Regions from separate parts of the Mus musculus genome. Here region 1 is linked to region 2. The links are chromatin contacts, called in public Hi-C maps. All regions are on one chromosome and are shown on one strand. The core of a region is the stretch at or near the end of the contact, and the rest is flanking DNA. Distances in the headings are between cores, read along the strand shown.

Region 1 (5,468 bases), core at 798-3,297, 150 kb after region 2:
TGATCTCAAGACATTGTTGGATTCTTCCTGACTTTAAGTAGAACACTTATGATATTTCATCATTAATTATAACAAATAATACATTGCTCGGTGGATACCATTTCCTCAGATTAGGAACAATGGTTAAATAGAAATCCTAACCTTCAGATGGATCTTGGAGTTCAAGGCCAGCCTAGTGTACAGAGCAAGCTCCAGGACAGCCAATACTGTCTGTCTCTTAAAAAAAAAAATAAGAAACTGATGTCTTAATGCTCTAAAACATTTGATATAGCTCTTCTTATAACCCAAATCGATGGTTAGTGATAAGAAATCTAATGGAGACCAGCCTGTAAGAAGAGACCAAGAAATAAAGATGGAGCAGAGCCAACCAGTGATTGCCCAAACATGAGACCCATCCCATTGGAGAGAGCCAACCCTTAACACTCACTATTAACAACTCTCTGCTATGCATGCTGTCAGGAACCTAGTATGACAGTCTCCTGAGAGGTTTCATCAAGTAGTGGATGGAAACAGATGCAGAAAACCACAGCCAAACAACAGACATAGCTTGGAGAGTCTTGTGGAAGAACTGGTGATAGAATTGAGCAAGCCAAAGGGATCAAGGACACAAGAAGAAGACCTACATAGTCAACTAACCTGGGCCCATGGGGGCTCACAAAGACTAAACCACCAATCAAAGAGCATGCAGTGGCTGGACCTAGGCCCCCTACACACTTGGAGCAGATATGCAGCTTGGTCTCATGTGTGTCCCCTATCAATTGGAGCAAGCACTGTCTCTGATTCTGTTGGACCCTCCCTTCCCTTAACTGCACTGCCTGGTTGGGCCTAGGTGGAAGAGAATATGCTTAGTCCTTCTGGGACTTGATGCCCCCGGGGGGGGGGGGTACCCAAGGGGGATTACTGTATTGTGAGGAGAATGGGAGGGATTTGTAAAGGTGGGACTGGGAGGAGAGGAGGGAGAATAGCTGCGATTAGGATATAAAGTAAATAAATAAGTTAATTTAAAAAAAAAAAAGAAGAAATCTAATGGGATTTCAGACACCACAGTTCGTTAGCTGTCCTCCAGAACACCTATAATTCTTACCTCCCACCACCACCAGAAACATACTCAATCTCAACAACTGAAAATCCCATTGTTTCAAATATTTTCTAGAGCAGTGGTTGGTTGGTAAACCTTTTATAGTCACACAGTGAGTATTTTAGGTTTTGCATCTGATACTCTGCTTCAGCCACTCACCTCTGCTATTGTAATGCAAAAGCAGTCATAGATAGTATATAAATGAATGGGTGTGGCTATGCTCCAACAGATCTTTAATAAGACAGATGGTGACCAATTTTGATCTGAAAGTATACTTCCCTGGCTTCTGCTCTAGAGATAAAGGTAAAGCAGTAAACACCTTCCTGTTTCACAGAGAAAGAAATGAAGGTTAACCAAGGGGTGGCGGTGCATGCCGTTAATCCCTACACTAGAAAGGAAGAAACAGATGGATCTCTGAATTCAAGGCCAGCCTAGCATTACTGAGCAAGTTCCAGTAAAGCCAAGGCTATATGGAGAAACACTTCCCCACCCAAAAAAACCTAAACAAATAAATAGAAAATAAAAATAAATTTAAAAAAAAGAAGAAATGGGCCGGGCGTGGTGGCACACGCCTTTAATCCCAGCACTTGGGAGGCAGAGGCAGGCGGATTTCTGAGTTCGAGGCCAGCCTGGTGTACAGAGCGAGTTCCAGAACAGCCAGCCAGGACTACACAGAGAAACCCTGTCTCAAAAAACCAAAAAAAAAAAAAAAATTGGAAGTTGATGTAAAGAGAATTTTCAGAAGTTTTAGTGATTTTCATTATAAGCAAAGATTAGAACCTAGGCCTCCTAACTGCTGATGCTCTTTGGATTAATTATATCATCCAACAGAATAAATGACCTCTGACAGAATCAAACTCAGTAAGTATTTTTTCTACTTGTACTAAATGTATGCAAATATATATGGATACTTGGCAGATGTCCATGAATATTTAAGTCTCTTCTGAAGCTTTCTCTCTCTCTCTCTCTCGCTCTCACTCTCTCTCTCATCTGCATTATTTCTCCAGTTCTTCTGCATCATTCCCAGATGAAGAAATCAGTTTCATTTCAAGACTGTTCATAAAAATATTCACAACTGTGTCTGATGCTCAGGCATGCAGCAGAGTCATCGTACCACTAATACGCATACATCATTCCTCTGTGAGCTGTCTCTAGGGCCTGCCCCACTGTGTTGACCACAGCTCTGATTTGTCATCTGTATACTAGTAAATAGTCCTCATATCCAAGCAACCTGAAGATCTGGATCTAGTATTAATCTAAACAAAAAATGATTATCAGAACTGCTTTATTTCTTTCATCTGCAATTTCTGAGATTCCATTCACTAAGATATTTTCTTTGGCTCATGATGTTTTCCACGAAAGTGATAAATAAAAGGACTATAATAAACCATACATGTCAGCACTGACATATAAAGCTGGTAACAACCCATTATGAAAAAAAAAAATGGGCTGAGACAAGAGCAGGTACATAATCAGGCTAGGTAAAATGAAGACATCTGTTGGTTGAACTCAGGGTGTCTTTGGGCATTCTAAACCAAACTCCGAGGATCCATAGACCCATTGTGTAAATACCATGAGTACATCAACACACATTCTTTTATTTTTTATTTATTTTATGTACATTGGTGATTTGACTGCATATATGTCTGTGTGAGGATGTCAGATCCTCTGGAACTGTAGTTATAGACAGTTGTGAGCTGCCATTTGAATGCTTGCAATTGAACCCACATTCTCTGGAAGAGCAGCCAGGGCTCTTAACCTCTGAGTCATCTCTCCAGGCCCCAGAAAACATTCTTTTAAATATAATATTCAGTTATATTTGTTCTGAACTTAGAAAAAAGAGAATTATTTTTGTGGTCTGAAGAACTGAAAGAAAAATTCCACGAAGCATGCAAATTTACATTATTTTTTAAAAAGTTAAAAGATGCATGGTTAATACAGTTGTGCATTTTTTCTTTTACATTCATCATCTTCAAACAATAAAGAATCAAAATGTTCAGAAGTCGTAGATTTACCCCAGTTCTAAGAGCATTGCAGAAAGACTCCTTTCTTGGTAATGGTTTATTATCAGCTGCACTAAAATAGTAGTCATAAATGCAAAATATGGCCAATGGTTTGGCATATTTGATAACTGAGCAGCAATAATCTTTTGTGGTAATTTCTATTGGAATCTAATATACTAAAGATCCTTTAGAAGTTGGAAATGTTGGGTGAGTAGGGATTTAGGAGAGAAAATTGGAAGAGTTAGGGTAGGAAGATGAATATGGTCAGAATACATGCTATGAAATTCAATAATTCTCAAAGAATTACTAAAATACTATTTTTTAAATGCCTTGGAAGTTAAATGAATGATAAGTAAAGAAAAGAGTAAGAATTACCCTTCATGTAGACATTTGAATGAATAGGTTCACCGAACCTCCACTCTGCTCATTACTACCTTCTTGGAGAATTAGCTTTCCATGGCTGGGTAAGCAGGCTATGAGCAGAATATTAATATTTCTGGCTTATCATTGTGTTAACATAAGTTCACCAAATAGAAATGTATAATCCAAAGTTGAGGACAACAAAATCAAAAAGTAGAGAATTTGAAAGATAGAAAAGATTTAGGTATCTAAAATTTTATAAGGCTTTGTGGAGCATCATCAGATCTTTGCCTAACCTGGAAGCAAACCAAGTTTTCTCATGTGGATGGTTTTGGAGCCTCCTAGTGGCAGCCTCAGGGGACCTAGAGAGCTAGCACAGAAAGGATGAGGCTTTGAAGAAAAGAGTTCATTATACATGCTGATTATTAATGATAATATATTAGTCCTATAACAAATATATTAAATACAAGGAATAAAAATGTGAACAAATGTGGTTGAAACTAAAACAAATACCATAGAAACATGTGAGAACAGAAAATACTAAAACAATGTAATAAGAACTTTAATATATAAACAGAGAGGGGATAATGAGAGAGCATATATATGAAGGAGGTGGCTTTTTGCTAAGAGTAAGCACAAGTCTAAATATGAATACAAGACATACATTTTCAGCCTTCCCTAACACTGCTTCCTGCTCACCCTTTGCCATCATATTTAGAATATAAGGCTCTTACCATAGACAAGTGGAAAGGAAGCTGAAAAACAGGTTAGGAACAAACACAGGGTTTGAGTTTTTACCTTTCATGCTTTGAAGAGATATCAGAAGCTTGAACCAAAGAAGTGGCCTACTGAAGTCCGTTCTCTCAAATAACTCTGGTAGCTATATGCAGAACACTTAGGACAGCTAGAGATCAAGGAAGCCTATCAAGAAATCCAAGAGAGAGGAAACAAGCTTGTCTGCTGTAATAAAGCACAACAGTGTCAAAAAAGAAGATTACAGAAGTAATAATAGCTACACATAGTGGCCAATAAAACACAAAATTAGACCCAGGATTCCTTAAGACATAATGTAAACGGTAAAACTTGTAACAAAGACAGTGGGCCACAGGATAAGTTGAAAGTTGTTATAGCTTGAATCTTGGAAGACTTTAAAAGGATAGTGTGCTCATGGCTTGATTGCCAGCTGATAGACTCTGGGGAAGAGAAAGAATCATAAGGGCTCTTGAATGAACTAATGAACTGATGAACTGATTATATGGTAGCACTGGTGAGAAATACTACAACGTAAGAGGTGGGGTCATGTTGGAAAAAGTAGGTCAATGAAATGCTCTCAGAAGACATATTTCCCCCACCATCCTAATTCTTTGTTTGCTGCATGCCATGCTGTGGAATTCTTCTCCAACATGCTCTATTTCTATAAGGTCCGTAGGACCCAAAGAATGGAGCCAACCAACTATGGAATCAAAATCTCTAAAATTGTAGACCAAAATAAATCCTTTCTTAAGTTGTTTCTCTCGGGTATGTATCAAAGAGATGAAAGTTTTACTAACCCAAAGAATTGGTACCAGAGGAGTAATATCTTTGTCGTTCAAAAATCTCTGGAAATAGTTAGTGGGAAGTCTTGGAAAAGTTGAGAGATAAGTACTATAGACACACTAAAATGTTGTAAACAGAGATTGATCAATGATTGTGGTGGGAGCTGTGAAGACTAAACTATCCACTGAACTGTGTAAAGACAGTACTCATGAGGCTCCAGACTGGAATGATGACACTACTGTAAACTAGATTAGAATCATTCATGTTCCACCGAGAAAAATAACTTACCTACATTTTGCCCATGACATGAAACTTCATGAGAGGTTGCCTTTAAAATTGATAGGCTAATTAATATTATGGAAGAACTTTCAAAGAAGCCCAGCACTCGACACTCAGCATGGCTCCTTCAGGGTGCTTTTAACCGAGTTTACAGACAAAGTTGTGAGCAAAATGCAAAGCAAAAATGTCTGAAAAGAAATCTGTTTGCCATT
Region 2 (5,703 bases), core at 2,603-5,102:
AACACTCATATACACACATACACAATATACATACTCATACTTATATACACACACATACATAATACACACACTCATACTTAAATACACACACACTCAAAAGCAGGAAAGGGCTTGTTCAGAAAGAAAAAGGGGAGTTTGGTAGGAGGGAAAGGGAGATAAGAGAATAATGAGGGATATGTTCAAAGTTTTACATATATTATATCCATATATAATGTGTTTAGTATATATATTTTTTCATGAAATTGTGAAAGAATAAATGCCACGCACTCTGGTCGAGTCAGCTTGACAGGCCTAGAGGCTTGGAAGCTACTCACGAGGCAAAGAGTTTCACAGAAACTCACCTCCTGGAGTCTGGCGTCCTGTCTAACCCATACATTAATATTCCATTCCTGCATTAGTCTGGTGTATGGATCCACGTGCTCTCTTTTAGTATTATCCCATTACAAGTGCCTTTTAAGATTGAATTCTGATATAGCTAAGCCTTCACCAGTGTTCCAAAAGTCCTATAAAGTCCTTGAGCAGACCATGGGCTTGGAATTCAGTAAGAATGTTGCCTATTCAGTGACATTCAGAATTGCCTCTGGTATTACACTATCACTTTGAATAAAAGCTAAGTCACTGCCCTACACAGGAATTTACCATCTTCTAGGAAGAAGGAAGTCTGAGACCTAAAGAGGAACCAGAATAGATACTTAAAACTATAGATAGCTGAGTTACACCCATACACATGTATTTACAATGGCCTAAGGGAAAGGTGGACTATACAATAGACTAAAATAGGAACTATGGCAAGGGCACGAAGCCCTGGACCCTGGCTTCTAAGATTAAGTGAATCTTAGGTGGAGCTCTTTTTGATCCCAGTTGTTAACAATGAATTCTATCCCAGGTGGTTCCTGTTAGACCTGTGTTTGTATTCCTCTGTTTTGTGTAAGAATCCAGTAATCTCTTTGTACCTTGCTGGTGTGTCACCCAACTTCCTTATTTTCTTCTGTATAAAAAGTTTGATGCTCGATTTGACAAATTACCTTCAGATTCTACACAACCTCTCCTGTGTGATTTGTCTGTCATTCCATCCAATGCTTTGCCCACCTGTGACTAGAGACCCATTCCATGTAGACAAAGGGGCCCAGAGGGTCTGCGGCAAATAAAGAAGGAATCTATTCTGCGAGTGAAATGTTCGCAGACAGCCAGTGGACAGAACTGCAGTTAGTTCCAGAGCACTAGAACAGAAGGCAAGGAGGGAAAGACATGGAATAGAGGAGATAAAGTTAGCAAGATGGATAAAAGTAAGATTATAAATGCTTCAGTTTTTACCTTTTCTGAGATATTTGGTGATTAAAATATATATATATATTGAGGTTAAAAGAACATTTTCCCCTTTCCTCCCAACAAACTCTTTCATGTACCACCTTTTGCTCTCTTTTTCTTTAATTATTGTTTTATATGTGTGTCTGTGGGTGTGTGTGTGTGTGTGTGAGAGAGAGAGAGAGAGAGGGAGAGAGAGAATATATGTATATATTTTTCCTAAAAAAAAAGTAAGTACAGCAAGCTCAATATATATAATGTTACTTGTATGTATTTTTTCAAGTCTATTTGTTACTGACTGGGTAAGCAGTTGCTATGCCCTTCCCTGGGGAAGACTATTTCTCCCATTCTCAGAATTCCTTACTTGCCTGTGGGGTTTTTGTTTTTTTTGTTTTTGTTTTTGTTTTTGTTTTTCTAGGTTGAAGCCTGGTGAGTTTCTGCCTACCCATGGCTATTGGTGATATCCTTGCTCAGGTCATGTTTAGGCATCCGCATTGGTAAGACTTAGGAGACCCAATCTCACAGAAAACTCCCCGATCCTCTGACTCTCACAGTCTTTCTGCCTTGTTCTTCACAATGATCCCTGAACCTCAGATGAACCTCAGATTAGTTATCTTGTAGATGTGTCAGATGGGTCTGGGCTCCACAAAATATAGCCACAAACCCCAGTCTAGTGAAGTCATGACTTGTTAGGGAGCCTACAACTTCCACTTTATTAAATCGATTTGGTACTTTTTAATGCAGTTTCTGCCAGTAAGTCACTGGTGGTCTCTGTAGTGAGTCTATGGTTGGTAACTCACAGAAAGTGAACTAGTGACAAGTCTAGAGGCAGAGAGAACAGACAGTCACTGATACAATTAAAGAATGTAAATATGAGGGGGCTGAGTCAATACAATAGAGTGAAGAACAATATAATGTATTACATTTTAAATGTATTAGCAAGAAACGAAATTAGCAGTAATATTAGATTATCAATGTTTAAAGGAAAGGGATGGGGGGACAGTATGTGAGCTCTTTCAGCTTTTATCTACATAAAGATTTGAAGCCAACAAAATAGGGAAGCATTAAGATGAGCAATGACTTGCTTCGGAATCAACAAACAACACAGAGCCAGATGCATGTGGCTGATAGCCTGCTGTAACAGCAGCATTACTTTTGGAGGTGAAGATGACACCTCCCGACAAGGTGGCTAGCCAAAGAAGTTGAACTGATGAGCTCTGGGTCCTGGGAGAGATCCTGTTTCAAAATACAAGGTAGAAAAATATCAAGGAGGACCTGATGGCAAGCTCAGGCTTTTAACACACAAGCACAGAACTGCACACACACACATGTGAAAAAAATTAGAAATACAAATGGCAATTTGCCTGTATTCCAAAGGAAAAGAGTCCACAGTTGAATATGATGTCTAGGAGGGAAAAATGAGGGATTTTTATAGAAAATGTTCTTTGAAAGTGGGCAGTTAGTTTTAAAAGAAAACACTATGGGAAAGCAAAGTTTGCTTTTTGGTTCAATTGATACTGCAGTAAATTTTAAGAAAGTACTCTAGTTTGGCAAGACCATAAATACAGCAGATGCGGGACATACCCTGCTTGGAGGTCCCTTGAAGAGAACCTGCTGCTAAAACATAGCTCTCAGATGGGTGTGCCATCTGCTGTTACACCTCCAGTTGCTCTGCAGTTCACTACCGGAACCTCTCCCACTAAACACTGGATGGCAGAGCACTATAGGGGCAGTAGAGGTAGCCCAGCTCACCATCCCATATGCATGATTTCTCTACTAGGGAACGTCTGCTTAATGACTTCCCTGGACAAGACTTCCTCAGAGTTGTGATGCAGCCCAAGGCTCTTCTGCCAAACCCTCTTCCCATCTGCTATTCCTTTCTCAAGTGTCTACATCTCCAGCTGGAGACTCTTGCTGCCCACTGTGCTTTCCTCCCCTTTACTCTGCACAGATATTTCTCAAGATAGAACTTAATCCCCGTCTAGTCTCTGCTACTCAAAAGTCCTAAGCTGATACAGTGGTTTAAACAAGTTAATTAAGAATAATAATCACAGGGGAAGGCAAATCCTCCTTCAGAGAGTCTCACCTCAGCTACCTCTGGAGGCACGAATCTAGCTGACCCTGAGGATTTTTCTGCGCTTACACAATACTGCCTAGTGTTTAACAGCCCGCACAGTCAGACACTTTATTCCTAACTTACCCACCTCCCTTGGGTCATATGTTCCATTCTAACTTCCAGAACATCTTTTACTAACATTTCATATAATTGAATTAAATTAGATTAAACTTCCCATAAAAACTGAATTGAACTAAAAATAGTGAAAACTCTATCCATAAGAATTTTATTTTGAACAGAATGAATTCTCAACTTAAATAATCACAGTCTCCTCTTTGAGCCCCAGAGGCACAAGCAATTCAGGCAGACAGCATAGACTCCTCTTGAGTACAGCGGTCATCTCCCTCTCAAGAGAATTTGCCTTTCCTGCTGCTCACAGCTTCATCCAGCTGCCAGTAGAATATTTGGATGACATTTTCTGACAGTCAACACATAGGAATTCTGGTCAAGGGAGGTGATCTGGCACAGCAGCTCAGCATGTAAGCTCTGCGCTCCTACATGCGTCCTTCTAAACCAGGCTCCATTAGGGTTCGCCGTGAGTGACCAGGGGTATTTTTTTTTCCTCCTTCTTAATCTCAGCCCCCTTAGCTGTAAATTGGAATCTGTTTTGTGCTTGTTGAAAGGGTTAAAGGGACTAAGGTTGGTTATACACTCAGCACAGATCCTGGCATGCAGTAAGGACTCTGGAACTGGGATTATTTACTCGTGTCATCATTGTTAGTGGGAGCATCTGCTCGGAGAGTGGACAGAGTTACTACTCCACACTTGGAGAAGCCAGTGGTCATATAAAATGCTCTGGCTTCTTTTCTGACGAGAAAGCTGAGAAGCTATGTAAGTGGCCACACATTAAGGCTCAGCCTTCACTCACAGCAGCAGAGGGAAAGCTGGCCTCTCTCTGAATAAGGGACAGACAGCTGGAAAAGGCCAGAGGGGGGATTACCACACGATTACGGCGGTCAGGGGAGAGCTGGAGTAACTATTTTAACAGACGATTTGTGCTCCAATTACCATCTAAATGTTCATGGTAAATAAGGATCCATAAAAACGCATCTGTAAACCCCAAGTTTAGTGACTGGAGCTTTGCATGGTTCATTAGCACACACTTCTTTGCCCAATCGTGACGTCACTTATCAGCACAGACTCTCTTTTCAAAGTCTCTTCCCCAGGAGTTGAAGCCAGTGCCTTGTGATGAAATCTTTCTAAGCAAGTATCTTCCACATTGTTCTGTCAACTCTTGCCCTGTTCTTCTTTTAAGGCAAATGTTAGTGATTACAAATTAGTAGGTGACAGTTCATGGGGAAGACTGGTGTGCTGATCAGCTGTAAGAGCTAAATATAGGATATGTATTTAAAACATTTCAATAAGTAATCACTATAAAATTCTTGGTGAAATTTAAAAATGTTTAAATGTTTGATACTGTATCAAAATCCCATGTCTATCTGAAGGACGTGCAGAACACCTCCGTTTAGACCCTATGACAAAGTGTTTAATGCATGTATACCTCTATTAGTGGCTTCGAGGTTCGACGCTGAGGACACTGGACTGAAGAGAGAGCCCTTTTCCATAGAAGCTGCTTATCTCAGGTGTTTTATCACAGGAAAAAAGTTGGCTCAGATAACTATTGCCTTTTAATGATCCCCAAGGATGGCATCTCAGGTGTGGGGAACAGAGAAGGTAATGAAGGTGACTACAGTAACAGAACCTGAGACAACCTTAAAAAAATAAGGGGGAAAATGCGTCATGAAGTTGGGTGTGGGTGGAGTCAATCTGAAGGGACTCAGGGGAAGAGTGGGGTAAATATGATTGAAATACACCGGATACATATATGAAATGATGAGGAGTTCGTAAAAATGTAATCGTTTTTAAAGGATGTCATGTAAGGTCCAGCAAGATAGTTCAGTGAGGTAAAGGTTCTTGCTGCTCAGCCTAACCATCTAAGTTCAAGCCCTGGAACTTGTAGAATGAGAGAACAGACTCTAGAACCTGCTCTCTGACCTCCACAGATAGACAGACACACTGTGACATGGCCCATGCAAGCGTGCGTGCACACACACACACACACACACACACACTCAATAACAAGCATTCCCTTATTAAAGTTTTGATGTCTGTGAGCCTGGAGTGTGACGGCTGGGGTGTGGAGGGCTAAAGGCACTCTAATCATCCTGATGTATAACTTATATACGTAAAATTTTCTTTTTCTGTCTTGCTGATTTATCAATTTAATTGACTTTTTCAAAGAATCAATTTTGCTTTCACCGATTTTTATCTGTTGTTTTGTT

What was found. Hi-C and Micro-C count contacts between places; a contact is called where the count stands out from the background.
Region 1: a contact with region 2 is called in a Hi-C map of adipose-derived mesenchymal stem cells, with 2.0 times the contacts expected there. The contact joins two enhancer-like sites. A contact is called at or near these places in 3 of 484 Hi-C or Micro-C datasets (Sertoli cells, adipose-derived mesenchymal stem cells and uterus).

The regions. Positions count from the first base shown.
Region 1 is chr19:43,307,549-43,313,016 of GRCm38.p6, forward strand. All of the region lies in intron 2 of Hpse2 (heparanase 2), which reads right to left. Among named protein-coding and RNA genes, the nearest start is that of Hpse2, 78 kb to the right of the region's middle. Within about 2 kb of position 2,048, at least 2 of the 459 cell types and tissues checked have an H3K27ac peak or open chromatin away from gene starts, as enhancers often do. A contact at or near this core is called in adipose-derived mesenchymal stem cells, where this site is marked.
Region 2 is chr19:43,151,964-43,157,666 of GRCm38.p6, forward strand. All of the region lies in intron 3 of Hpse2 (heparanase 2), which reads right to left. Among named protein-coding and RNA genes, the nearest start is that of Hpse2, 230 kb to the right of the region's middle. Within about 2 kb of position 3,853, at least 11 of the 459 cell types and tissues checked have an H3K27ac peak or open chromatin away from gene starts, as enhancers often do. A contact at or near this core is called in adipose-derived mesenchymal stem cells, where this site is marked.